Linked DNA regions of Oryctolagus cuniculus: region 2 is linked to region 1. The links are chromatin contacts, called in public Hi-C maps. All regions are on one chromosome and are shown on one strand. Each heading gives the region's core, a stretch centred on a gene start, on an enhancer-like site or on the middle of the called end of the contact. The rest is flanking DNA. Distances are from core to core; before and after follow the strand shown.

Evidence for each region. Hi-C and Micro-C count contacts between places; a contact is called where the count stands out from the background.
Region 2: a Hi-C map of an unstated tissue shows a contact between it and region 1, with 3 times the contacts expected there. The contact joins two enhancer-like sites. A contact is called at or near these places in 3 of 6 Hi-C or Micro-C datasets (ear pinna, embryonic fibroblasts and an unstated tissue).

What each region holds. Positions count from the first base shown.
Region 1 is chr10:16,440,587-16,446,418 of mOryCun1.1, reverse strand. The region is part of intron 12 of PIGN (phosphatidylinositol glycan anchor biosynthesis class N); the gene reads right to left. Among named protein-coding and RNA genes, the nearest start is that of PIGN, 57 kb to the right of the region's middle. Within about 2 kb of position 2,323, at least 1 of the 8 cell types and tissues checked has an H3K27ac peak or open chromatin away from gene starts, as enhancers often do.
Region 2 is chr10:16,879,637-16,885,337 of mOryCun1.1, reverse strand. No RefSeq gene overlaps it. Among named protein-coding and RNA genes, the nearest start is that of RNF152, 250 kb to the right of the region's middle. Within about 2 kb of position 2,382, at least 2 of the 8 cell types and tissues checked have an H3K27ac peak or open chromatin away from gene starts, as enhancers often do.

The sequences.
Region 1 (5,832 bases), core at 1,074-3,573:
AAGTTCTCAGTGATTTGTTAGCCTGAGACAAAACAACTACTGTTGATCAAGGACAACAAAATTTATAATAAAATCCTTAGAAGAGCTTAGAAGCTTCATGTGAATTTTTTTCAAAGTCCTTGAATCTCAGTTTTATCACATATTAAAAATTTACTATGAGATGTACAAATAAGGGAAGCTATATAAGTATATTTCCTGTTTGTCCTTGCCCAATATTCTAGGCTCTATGATCTTTGACTGAGGGATTTCACCTAGTCCCACAGCTTTAATTAATACTGGACATTTTCCAAATCCACAGTTAGAGCCCAATTCTTGCTTCTGAGCTCCAGACTGAGATTTCCAGTTGTAAGCTGAGTGCATACTGTGATGCCATTATACAGACATAACAAACCCAACATATCCATAACTGAATTTGCCCTTCCCACATGAGAAGCGGTTGGGAAAATCATATGAATGTCTAAATATCTCTCAAATAGGAAATTTTGGGGCCAGCATTGTGGCACAGTGGGTAAAGCCACCACCTGCAACACTGGCATCCCAAATGGGCACTGGTTCCTGCACTGGCTGTGCTACTTCCAATCCAGCTCCCTGCCAACAGTCTGGGAAAAGCAGTCCAGGATGGCCCAAGTGTTTGGGCTGCTGCACCCACATGGGTGACCTGCACAAAGCTGCTCGCTTGCAGTTTTGGCCTGGCTCAGTTCTGGCCACCGTGGCCATCTAGGGAGTGAACCATGGATAGAAGAGCTCGATCTCTCTCTTCTCTCTCTCCCTCCACGTCTCTCTGTCTTTCCCTCTCTTTCTGTAGCTCTTTCAAATAACTAAATCTTAAAAAGAAAGGGAAAATTTCACCTATATGTTTTATTCCACTTCAATACCTTGAATTCCTATATTCCTTCTGTTCATATCTGCTCAGCTCTGAAGCAGTATTTCTGAAGGACACTAGGCTTGATAACTTAGTTTAGTGATGGACTAACTCTAAGCCAGACTGCCTGAGCTCCATCCTAGCTCTATATTTATTAATTCTGTTATTTGGGGGAAGTATTTTTATGTCTCAATTTCCTCATATAATGTATCAACCAAATAGAGCTATTCTAAGAATTAAAAGATACATATATCTTTTAATATGTGTACACACACGCACAAATAACTTAGAACAGTCTCATGCATACACTAAGCATGTAATGAATGAGAGCAGGCAGTGCTGAGGATGGTGCTTATGCAAGACTCCACTTGCTGGAATCACTGCCAACAGTCTTTCAAGTGGCCTTCCTCCTCTTAGCTTGCCCTTCTTCTGTATGTCATAATATTAATTCTAAGTGAATTTCAGGTATTCTTCCCAAATTGATTCTCCCACAGTTTGCCCTTTCTAAGAAAATGGCAATGGTATTCATTTCATCCAAAAGTCCTAAAGTTATCTTCAGCTCTCTCTCTCTCACCTTACATTCAATATATCAGCAAATCCTATTATTTCTACTCTTTAAAAAATGTATCCACACTGTGGGGCTGGCATGCCAGATCAGAGTGCCCACTCAAGTCCTGACGGCTGCACCTCCTATCCAGTTCCTGCTAATGTATCTGGGAAGGCAGCAGAAGATGGTCCAAGTGCTTGGGCCACCCACATAGGAGACCCAGATGGAGTTCCTGGCTTTTGGCTTTTATTTGGCCTAGTATGGGTTCTTATAGCCATTTGGGGAGCAAACCAGCAGGTGAAAAATCCATCTCTCTCTTTCTCTACCTCTGTGTGTGTGTGTATGTGTGTCCCTCCATTTCTGATGGTATGCTTTTCAAGTAAATAAATGGTAAAAAACAAAAACAACCCAAGAATCCACTGTTAGCACCCCAGAACGAGGTACGACCTTTCACCTAGAATAATGGAATAGTCTAGTTGGTCTCCTGTGACTGCAGCTGCCTGCCAACAGTCTCCACATAGTGACAGCATGGGTATTTAAAACTATTTTCAATCACATAATTCCTTTATGTAAAACCTCCAGTCTTCCCATCTCACTCAAAATCAAGTCTCCACTATGGCGCTTCATGATCCGTCCCACCGCTTGTTCTTTCCTTTCTTCTTCTCATGCCCCACTGGTCTCCCCTCAAAAAATCACTCTAGCCCCTAACATTGCTATGTTACAAGCTACATTAAGTCTTGGAATGGTGGTTCCCTAAGCCTGGACATCTTACTCAGTTCTCTACTGAAATGTCAACTTACCAGAGATCTTCTTGGAACAAAAAAAATCTAAAATAGGAGACACATACAGATATGCCCCATTTGTTTTTAACACTAGAATAAATGCAAGCTGGTAGGCAGACTCTCAGAAGTGCTGCACACCCCCACCCCAACTTCAGTGAATACTCCAGATGCCTATTTCTATTTCCTGGCATTCATAGCCTGTGCAGTCTATTCCCCTGGAGAAAACTGCTTAAGTATGAGGATTCAGCAATGTTAGCTAGATGTTACTTGGGTTACATTTTTTAAACGATGACTTCTGTCTTGCTAGCAACTCTCTTTATTGTTTTTTGTTTTGTTTTGTTTTTCGGCTTAGATGCTTTGAGAGAGGGTCACAGAGCAAGAAAATGAGGGCAGCATACAACCAACAGCCAGCAACAGACTGAGGCCTTCTGTCCAACAACCTGTATGAAACTGAATCCTGCCAAAACCATGGGCTCTGGAATGGATTGTTCACAGGCAAGCCATCACATGAGACTGGAGCTCAATCAACACCTTCATTACAGCCTTCTCAGAAACCATGAAGCGGGACTGGCGTGGCAAAACAGGTTAAGCCACCACTTGCAATGTGGACATCCCGTATCTGAGTACTGGTTCAAGTCCTGGCTGCTCTACTTCTAATCCAGCTTTCTGCTAATAGGCTCTGGAAGGAGTGGATATTGGCCCAAGTGCCTGGGCCCCTGCTACCAATATAGGAGACCTGGATGGAGCTCCTGGCTTCTGGCTTCAATAGGCGCAGCCCTGGCTGCTGTGGCCATTTGGAGAGTGAGCTAGCAAACGGAAGATCTCTTTGTTTCTCTCCCTCTCTCTCTGATGCTCTCCCTTTCAAATAACTAACTAACTAACTAACTAGCTAACTAACTAACTAACTAAATCTTAAAATAAAAAAGGAAGAAACCATGAAGTAAGATCTAGGTTTTGGGTATGGGATAGTCAGTGATTGGAATGAACTAATATTGGTAAGGCATAAAATACATTTAGAGATAGAAAACGTATTTCTTTGTTTGAATAGAACTAGGAAAAAAACAAACAAAATAGGATTAAAGTAATATTATCGGGGCCAGCGCTGTGGTGTAGCAGGTAAAGCCGCCGCCTGCAGCACCAGCATCCCATATGGGAGCTGGTTTGAGACCTGGCTGCTCCTCTTCCCATCCAGCTCTCTGCTATGGCCTGGGAAAAGCAGTATTAGATGGTCCAAATCCTTGGGCCCCTGCACCCACATGGGAAGACCCAGAGGAAGCTCTTGGCTCCTGGCTTCGGATTGGTGTAGCTCTAGCCACTGCAGCCAATGGGGAATGAATCAGCAGATGGAAGACCCCTCCCCACCTCCAGCCTCGCCTTCTCTCTCTGTGTAACTCTAACTTTCAAATTAATAAATAAATCTTTAAAAAAATATTATCAGCATGTAGAACACAACTTTTACTACTTTAAAAGAAAGAGCAGGGAACAGTGAGCTAAGTAAGATTCAGAATAATTGGGATGTAGGTCTTTTTCTGACTTAGCTCTATGATAGGAAATAAGCAGTACAGCAGGCTATGAAGTCAGGAGACGGGTCTGCCCCAGTTCTTCTGCACACTCGGAGTTTTAGGTTAACTTTGCTTGTCTTAAAGTGGGTGAGGATAAAGCCGTAACTTAAAAGCATTTCAAAACGAGGTTACGTAAAATAAGGTGATACATAAGTATGTAATGATTAATTGAAGATTCAATACAAACTTCCACATAGGGAATACTCTTGCTTGGAGATTCTCATCTTGTCTACACTCTTGCTCCTGACCTACCACACTTTTAATCCTAAAGACTTCTTCCCTAAGTTTAGCTGTGGTACTGATCTCAACTCTCTTCTATGCTACATGGCAGATTCTGATTTGGAGTAAAAAGACTTACAGAGGCCGGCGCCGCGGCTCACTAGGCTAATCCTCCGCCTAGCGGCGCCGGCACACCGGGTTCTAGTCCCGGTCGGGGCGCCGGATTCTGTCCCGGTTGCCCCTCTTCCAGGCCAGCTCTCTGCTGTGGCCAGGGAGTGCAGTGGAGGATGGCCCAGGTGCTTGGGCCCTGCACCCCATGGGAGACCAGGAAAAGCACCTGGCTCCTGGCTCCTGCCATCGGATCAGCGCGGTGCGCTGGCCGCAGCGCGCCGGCTGCGGCGGCCATTGGAGGGTGAACCAATGGCAAAGGAAGACCTTTCTCTCTGTCTCTCTCTCTCACTGTCCACTCTGCCTGTCAAAAAAATAAAAAAATAAATAAAATTTAAAAAAAAAGACTTACAGAAAATTTTCATTAGACATTTTAAATTATAAAACAAAAAATGAGTGGGAAGTTATACATGAAAAACAGCAAAATTCTAATGAAAAATTTTAACCCTTGGTTGAGAAAAGACTTATCTTTGAAAATATTTTAAATGTCATAACTCCTATAGGAGTTATTCCTAAATTTTAAAATCACACATAAAACAATTATACATCTAAAAAAATTTCCACACTATTCATGACATCACAACAAAAAATGTATAATTTCTGAATTTCAAAATTGTGTGTGTTGGAGGGGTTGTTTGTTGAACTTTTTTTCTTCACTTCTATGCTATCAGACACCTGTTAAAATGTTGTGGCAAACTGAAGGCTTTCAAAGAAACCATCTTTGGATAGGATGAGATTTGTTTGTGGTAAAATTATAAACAAAGAGATGGCTGGAGGCCAGCTAGGAGGTATGCCAAAGAAACTTCTAAGTGATCAGATCACAAAGCCTGGAGCATAATTAGAACTATTGGGCCACAGAGGATATATTTTACATCCAAACAAGGAATTTTAGCTCAGATGGGGTACATAATAGATCACCAGAAGGAAAAAGCACCCAACTCTAGAATCACTGTATAAACAGTCCTCAGAGATGCAGCTTTCACTCAGAGTACAGTTAGAGACTTGCATGTGGCAGTTGAGATCAAGGAAAAAGCAAGAGGAGAAGAATTCAGTTAGGTCAATAATAAGGAAGAAGTATGTATTTGCATTAGCAAAGTGAGTTTTGAATCAAAATATTTTAAACTATCTATCTTAAATAGATGGTCACTAAATTACATGAACCCATTATTTCTAGAAGGTATACCATTTCATTATTAAATCTAGGTCTTTTGTCCCTTTGCTACTGCACACTAACATATTTAGCATATAAAAATATAAGAAAAATGCTATAAAATTCCTTCTATTTGGCTTTAAAATAAGAAGTTCTCATAAAAATATTATTAAATCAAATATGCAAAGATGTTTTATTAGAAATGTAGATCTGCCTCACTCACTAAAAAACTACCTTTTTTTTTTTTTTTTTTTTTTTGACAGGCAGAGTGGACAGTGAGAGAGAGAGACAGAGAGAAAGGTCTTCCTTTGCCGTTGGTTCACCCTCCAATGGCCGCCGCAGCCGGCGCTCTGCGGCCGGCGCACCGCGCTGATCCGATGGCAGGAGCCAGGAGCCAGGTGCTTCTCCTGGTCTCCCATGGGGTGCAGGGCCCAAGCACTTGGGCCATCCTCCACTGCACTCCCTGGCCATAGCAGAGGGCTGGCCTGGAAGAGGGGCAACCGGGACAGAATCCGGCGCCCCGACCGGGACTAGAACCCGGT
Region 2 (5,701 bases), core at 1,133-3,632, 440 kb before region 1:
CTTAGGTATTTTACTCTAGTAATAAAAGCTAACCAATAATACACTGTCTCCCAGGTTGGGCTGCGCAGGCCTGAGAATTGATCCAGATTTTCAGGGTCCTAAAAAAAAATGAGCCCTTCTTCCACTTTGCTCTTTTTCCTTTTTATGGCCAAATAATATTCCATTATGCATACACACACACACACACACATACTACATTTTTAAAAAGGCATAGCCTCTGATCAAGCAATTCCTACTTGTTTTTTAGATTTATTTTATTTATTTGAAAGGCAGAGTTACACAGAGAGAAGCAGAGACAGAGACAATGATCGATCCTCCAACTGCTGATTCAGTCCCTAAATGGCTGCAATGGCCAGAGCTGGACCAGGCTGAATTCCTTCCAGGTCTTGCATTTGGGTGGCAGGGGAACCAAGCATCAGGGCCATCTTCTGTTGCTTTTTCAGTTTCATTAGCAGGAAGTTTGATCAGAAGTGGAGCAACCAGGATTTGAACCAGTGCTCATATGAGATGTTGATATCACAGGCAGCAGCTTAATCCACTGTGCCACAATGCTGGCCCCAACAAATACCACATTTGAAAAGGGAAAATTGGAGGGCTGGTACTGTGGCATAGTAGACTAAGCCTCCACCTTGGGGCACTGGTGCCAGTTCATGTCCCAGCTGCTCCTCTTCTGATCCAGCTCTCTGTTACGGACTGGGAAAGCAGTGGAAGTTGGCCCAAGTGCTTGGGCCCTTGCACTCACATGGGAAACCCGGAAGAAGCTCCTGGCTCCTGGCTTCAGATGGGCCCAGCTCTGGCCATTGTGGCCATTTGGGGAGTGAACCAGCAGATGCAAAACCTTTCTCTCCATCTCTCGCTTTCTCTGTAACTCTACCTCTCTAATAAATATTAAAAAAAAAAAAAAAGAAAGAAAAGGAAAACTTTGACAAATTCAATTTAATGGAGTTGAGTTGAGCAAAGAACGATTCACAAACTGGTCAGCCTTCAGAACCAGAAGAGGTTCAGAGAGCTCCATGGTTGGACATGTGGGTAAATAGGACACGGACGTGCAGTACAGAAGCAGCTTCCTAGGTTGCAACTTAGGGGTTTGCCTTATTTGGGCACGGTCTGATCCTCTGGAAGCATGTGATTGGCTGAGATCACGTAGTTGTTAGGCTGCGAGTTTGTATTAAGCTAGGTTGCAGTGCATTACATCAGGACACAAGGTGGGAGGCAGATGAGGTCAAATTTAGTTTAATAATTATACAAGTACACCTTGTTTGCTGAGGATATCCAGTAGTAAGAATGTTAAGGAACCCTGGGTAGCTTCGAGTACTTAGTGTGAACTGTAAGGGGTCGTTTTTCTAGATTCCAAAGCACAGTTTCTTGTGCTGACAGCAGATGCTCCTGCATGGTGATGAAGCCTCTGGATGCCTATAAATGGGATGTATGTAACCCAGGGGTCCATGGGAGCCAGGAACCAGATAGCTGGGCTTCCAGTCCTGACTCCGCCACTGCCTGGGAGAGTTCTCTCTCCTCTGCCTTCCGTCCTTGTTTGTAAAATGAGAGTAATCATTTTGCTGTGGCAAATAAGTAAAATAATACATATAAAATACATAGTGCCTGGCACATAGTAGAAACCTACCAAATATTGTTATATGCACATAACCCCAATATACCATAATTGTGCTATGGGTCTGATTCCTACCTACATGGATCTCAATGAACACGGGGCAGGTGCTTGCTAGGCACTAAACATTCAGTCAAGGCCGATACAGTCCCTGCCCTGGGATGCACAGCTGTCTGTCACCCCACAGTCTCAGTTCTCTCCAGGTGTGTGGGCAGCCTTGGGACTGAGACCTTCCTCCGAAGAAACACAAGGGGGCGGTAGCAGCCCTCAGGCTTGAAGGCGACTGGGCTCTTAAAATTGGGCCTTAGAAAGGAAAGGAAAATAAAGGCGATGGCAGGCAAAGAAGGAAGGGAGGCGAGGAAGAAAGAAGGAAAAGGAAAAAGGAAGTGAGAAGAGTCGGCGACACGGTGGAGTGTCTTCCTAGGGCCTCGCGCCTTGCCAGAAATCAGGCAGAGCTATGTGTGGAATTAATCTGCCCAAGTGCATTGTGGAGAGGGTCTCCAGTGCAGAGAGGAGGGAGAGGCCTTCTGGAGGGCTGGGGCTGAGCACTGTCCCAGGCCCCGCAGGGCCCAGGGCAGCCCCACATCCCCCAACCCCCTCCTGGTCAGAGCTGTCTTGGGCCCCTCCGGCTTTGGGACAGTCCCTGTCCTGAGCCAGCCGTGTCTGCAGCTGACAGCCCCTGCCTGGCCATCTAAGATTTACCACCAGGAAACAGATGAAGAGGTTAGGAAAGCAAGCTCAGAGGGAGTTACCAGGCCGGAGGACATCTGCCTAGGAGGGCAGAGGTGACCACAAGTCCAAGTTTGGCTCTCAAATTGCACGCCCTCACCTTCAGGCAGAGTCCTGGCATACACTCTGTAGTATGCTCTCCTATTCGGAGCTGGACAAGAGGCAGAAGCCAGGGCTCCCCGAGGCCTGTTTATCTCTACTGAGCAATTTGCATGCACAACCCTGTCACCAAGATCACAGGAGGTGATTCCTGCCTCCTGGGACCCCACACAGCCACTCTGAGTCCTTCCCCGAGAGGAAGGAAAGGGCCCGCCTCGGTGCTGCTTGGCCATTTGCTCAGGAGGCGATGGCTTTTTTCGAACCCAGGAAACTCCCATCCCCAACTGCCAGACAGCCTTTTACAAACTGCTTTTTCCTGGAAGACTCTCCGATAGGGCACCTCACAGTTAAATACAACTCTGTGCTGAGAATCGGCTAAGTGGTAGGATGCTAATGAACACTATGGGATGCAAAGGATGCAGCCACTGCCAAGCTATTAAACCACAGAATTTCCTCCCTTTGCTGGATCCCACATCTGCAGCGGGGGTCCTCCCTCGTGGTAGCCAGCACAGTTTCTATGGAGGAATCAAGCTGGGGCATTTCACGGAGATGAACCCCACGCCCTGGGCTGTGCTGTGCAGTGTGCAGGGTGTGTGTGCACGTGTGTGTGTGTGTGTGTGGGTGTGTGAGACTGAGAGACTCGGGCACACCTCAGCTCAGGTGCCTGTTGTCATTGCTACTGACACAGGGAAGGCTATTTAAAGTCACCAAACGCCATTAAAGCCAGGGTTGGCATTTAACACAGCAACAGTTAAGATCCTTTTTGGTTAGAACCGGCTCTGCTTCCAGTCCAGCTTCTTGCTAATGCACACCCCGGTGTTGTGGGTGAGCTGGGGTCTAAATTCCTTTTCCAAGGTCTTGCCTTTCACCTAGAGAAGCATTCTAAATACAGACATAAATATGGCACACAGAGTGATACGGTTTATTGAAAGGTAAGGAACACACACACTCATGGACACTGCTCGGGATAGAGTGGGCCAGGAAGGGAAAAGGATGGGGAAGGGAAGTGCAGAGACCACCAGCCTCAGCACCCTGTCTCATCCTGGTCTGCAGGGACAGCGAGCCCCTCCAGTCGCCAGCCTCTTCTGAGGTTGGAAGGGGAGCGGCTATATGATACCTCCCAGGAGAAGAGCGATATAGCCTGGGAAAGGGTTTGTTTGAATGATAGGTCGACAGATAGGACAGCATAGGGCAGAGGAGGTGTGGTTTCCAGATGGCGGCCCCATCTAGCTCCCTGCCTTTATTGCATGTCACTGAGAGGCAACAGACCATAGCTTAAGGGCTCAGGTACCCACCACTCACATGGGAGACTTGGATTGAGTTCTAGGCTCCTGGCTTTGACCTGGCCCAGCCCTGGCTCTGGTAGACATTTGGGGAGTAGACCAGTGGGTGGAAGATCTATCTCTGTCTCTCAAATAAATGAAAATAAGTAAGTTCATAAAGTCTGCATGACTTCTCACCCTCCCAGGAAATTACAGAGTTCAGAGTGGTGCAAATCCCAGTCTGTACTGTTCTTGTATCTTCCTCTGTGTCGGCTTAGGTGGGAGTCTCATCATGTTGTTATACTGGAAATTCTCTTCTACTCTTGCCAAAGTGTCCTAGTACATACGTTATAGAATGACCCCCAAAGCTAGTCGGAGAAGTTGCTATAGTACCTCCAAACGGGGTTTGCTCACCCGACACATAGAAAGCCCATCACTGGCATTGGGATGGTGGGAGAAAGCAGGCTTTTATTGCTAACTGCAGAGCAAGGAGCTGGGCAGCTAGCACTGAAATCTGGGACTCCCTCCGGGAGTAAAGTCAGGGGGGATGAGGAGTGTGTTCAGTGCGAGTCCAGGTTCCCGGTTGGCAATACCATGTTACTTATGGTGGAAAAGTTGGGGTTCATTCTGTCTGGGGCTACACACAGGTGACAGTTGCTTCCTGCCTAGGCAGAAATTCCCCAGCAACAAGAGCCTTTGAGATAATACCGACCATCAAGATGTTAACTCTTGGGGAGTTTTGCTGGGTCAGTTGCATCCCTCTCTCAATTTGGTGAAGTACTTCCAGTATGTGCTTAATTAGGGAAGGGTGAGGACAACTTAAGCTAGGGGTGCGAGGCCGGGACCTGATATTATCTCTCATCTGCCTTCAAGACCCTTTATAGAGGTTTGGTTTTATAAATGCAGATTTTGCTTTTCTAGTAGCACTGAACACTGCTATACTGGAATTAGTTAAAAGCAATGCATTCTAAGTTTTTTTTTCCCAAATGACACATATTTCTCATTTTTGTCTCCAGTTTGTTTTTGCAGTTTTTTAAATGGCAAAGAAAACCAACAAGTGCTGATTTATATACCAAGAAAATTAGGAAAAGGAGTCTGAGTTCCTGAGGTTATTTATTGTCTCTTCTAGCTAACATCGCTTGTTATTCAAATCCTGCATGCAGATGCTAAGAAAGGAGCAGGGCTGGCCTCCTGGGGGGCACTTAGCACCTGTGCCTCTCATGTCGGAATTCAGCTCCTCCAGAGCAGACAGACTTTCACTAGGGTGGCTTGGGAGCTAAATTGTGTTGCAGGTTCAGGAGGGAAACTGATTCCATCACACAACTGTGCCCCACCTGCTCCACGCCCTCCCCTCAGTTCTGGCTCCACCAAAGAAAACCAGACCAAACCAAACCAAAGCAAGCTGTTCCATCAAAAGCCTTTCAGCTCCGTAATTCCTAAGTGGAACCCAAGGGGAAAGCATCCCATCAGTCTTCTCTTAAAACAGGTGCCTTTCAAACGCAACATTTTGGGCTGAGACTCAAATATGTGTGCTATTGAAGGTGATAGTTGGCCCGTGCTAGCTGTGGTATTTATTTCAAAGAAGCCAAGTACTTAAATGGAGTTAAAATAGTTTCACCCTCCCCCCTGCAACCTATAACCTTTGACTCAACCCCTCTCTGAGTTTTGTTTGGATTTTGAAAACTGACAACAGAGGCCAGAGGTTAAGGTGCCTACATCCCACATCAGAGTGCCTGGGTTCAGGTTCCAGCATCATTCCCAATTCCTTCTTCCTGCTAACCTTCACCCTGGGAGGAGGTAGGTGATGGCTCAAGTAGTTGGTCCCTGCCATCCAAGTGGAAGGACTGGATTGGATTTCCAGTTCCTGTCTATGCTTGGCCCAGCTCTGGTCTCCCTCAAAATTGTTTTTAAAGACTTATTTGTTTGTTTGTTTGTTTGTTTGAAAGGCAAAGTTACAGAGAGAGAGAGAGGAGAGATAAGAAGAGAGCTGCAGTTTCACTCC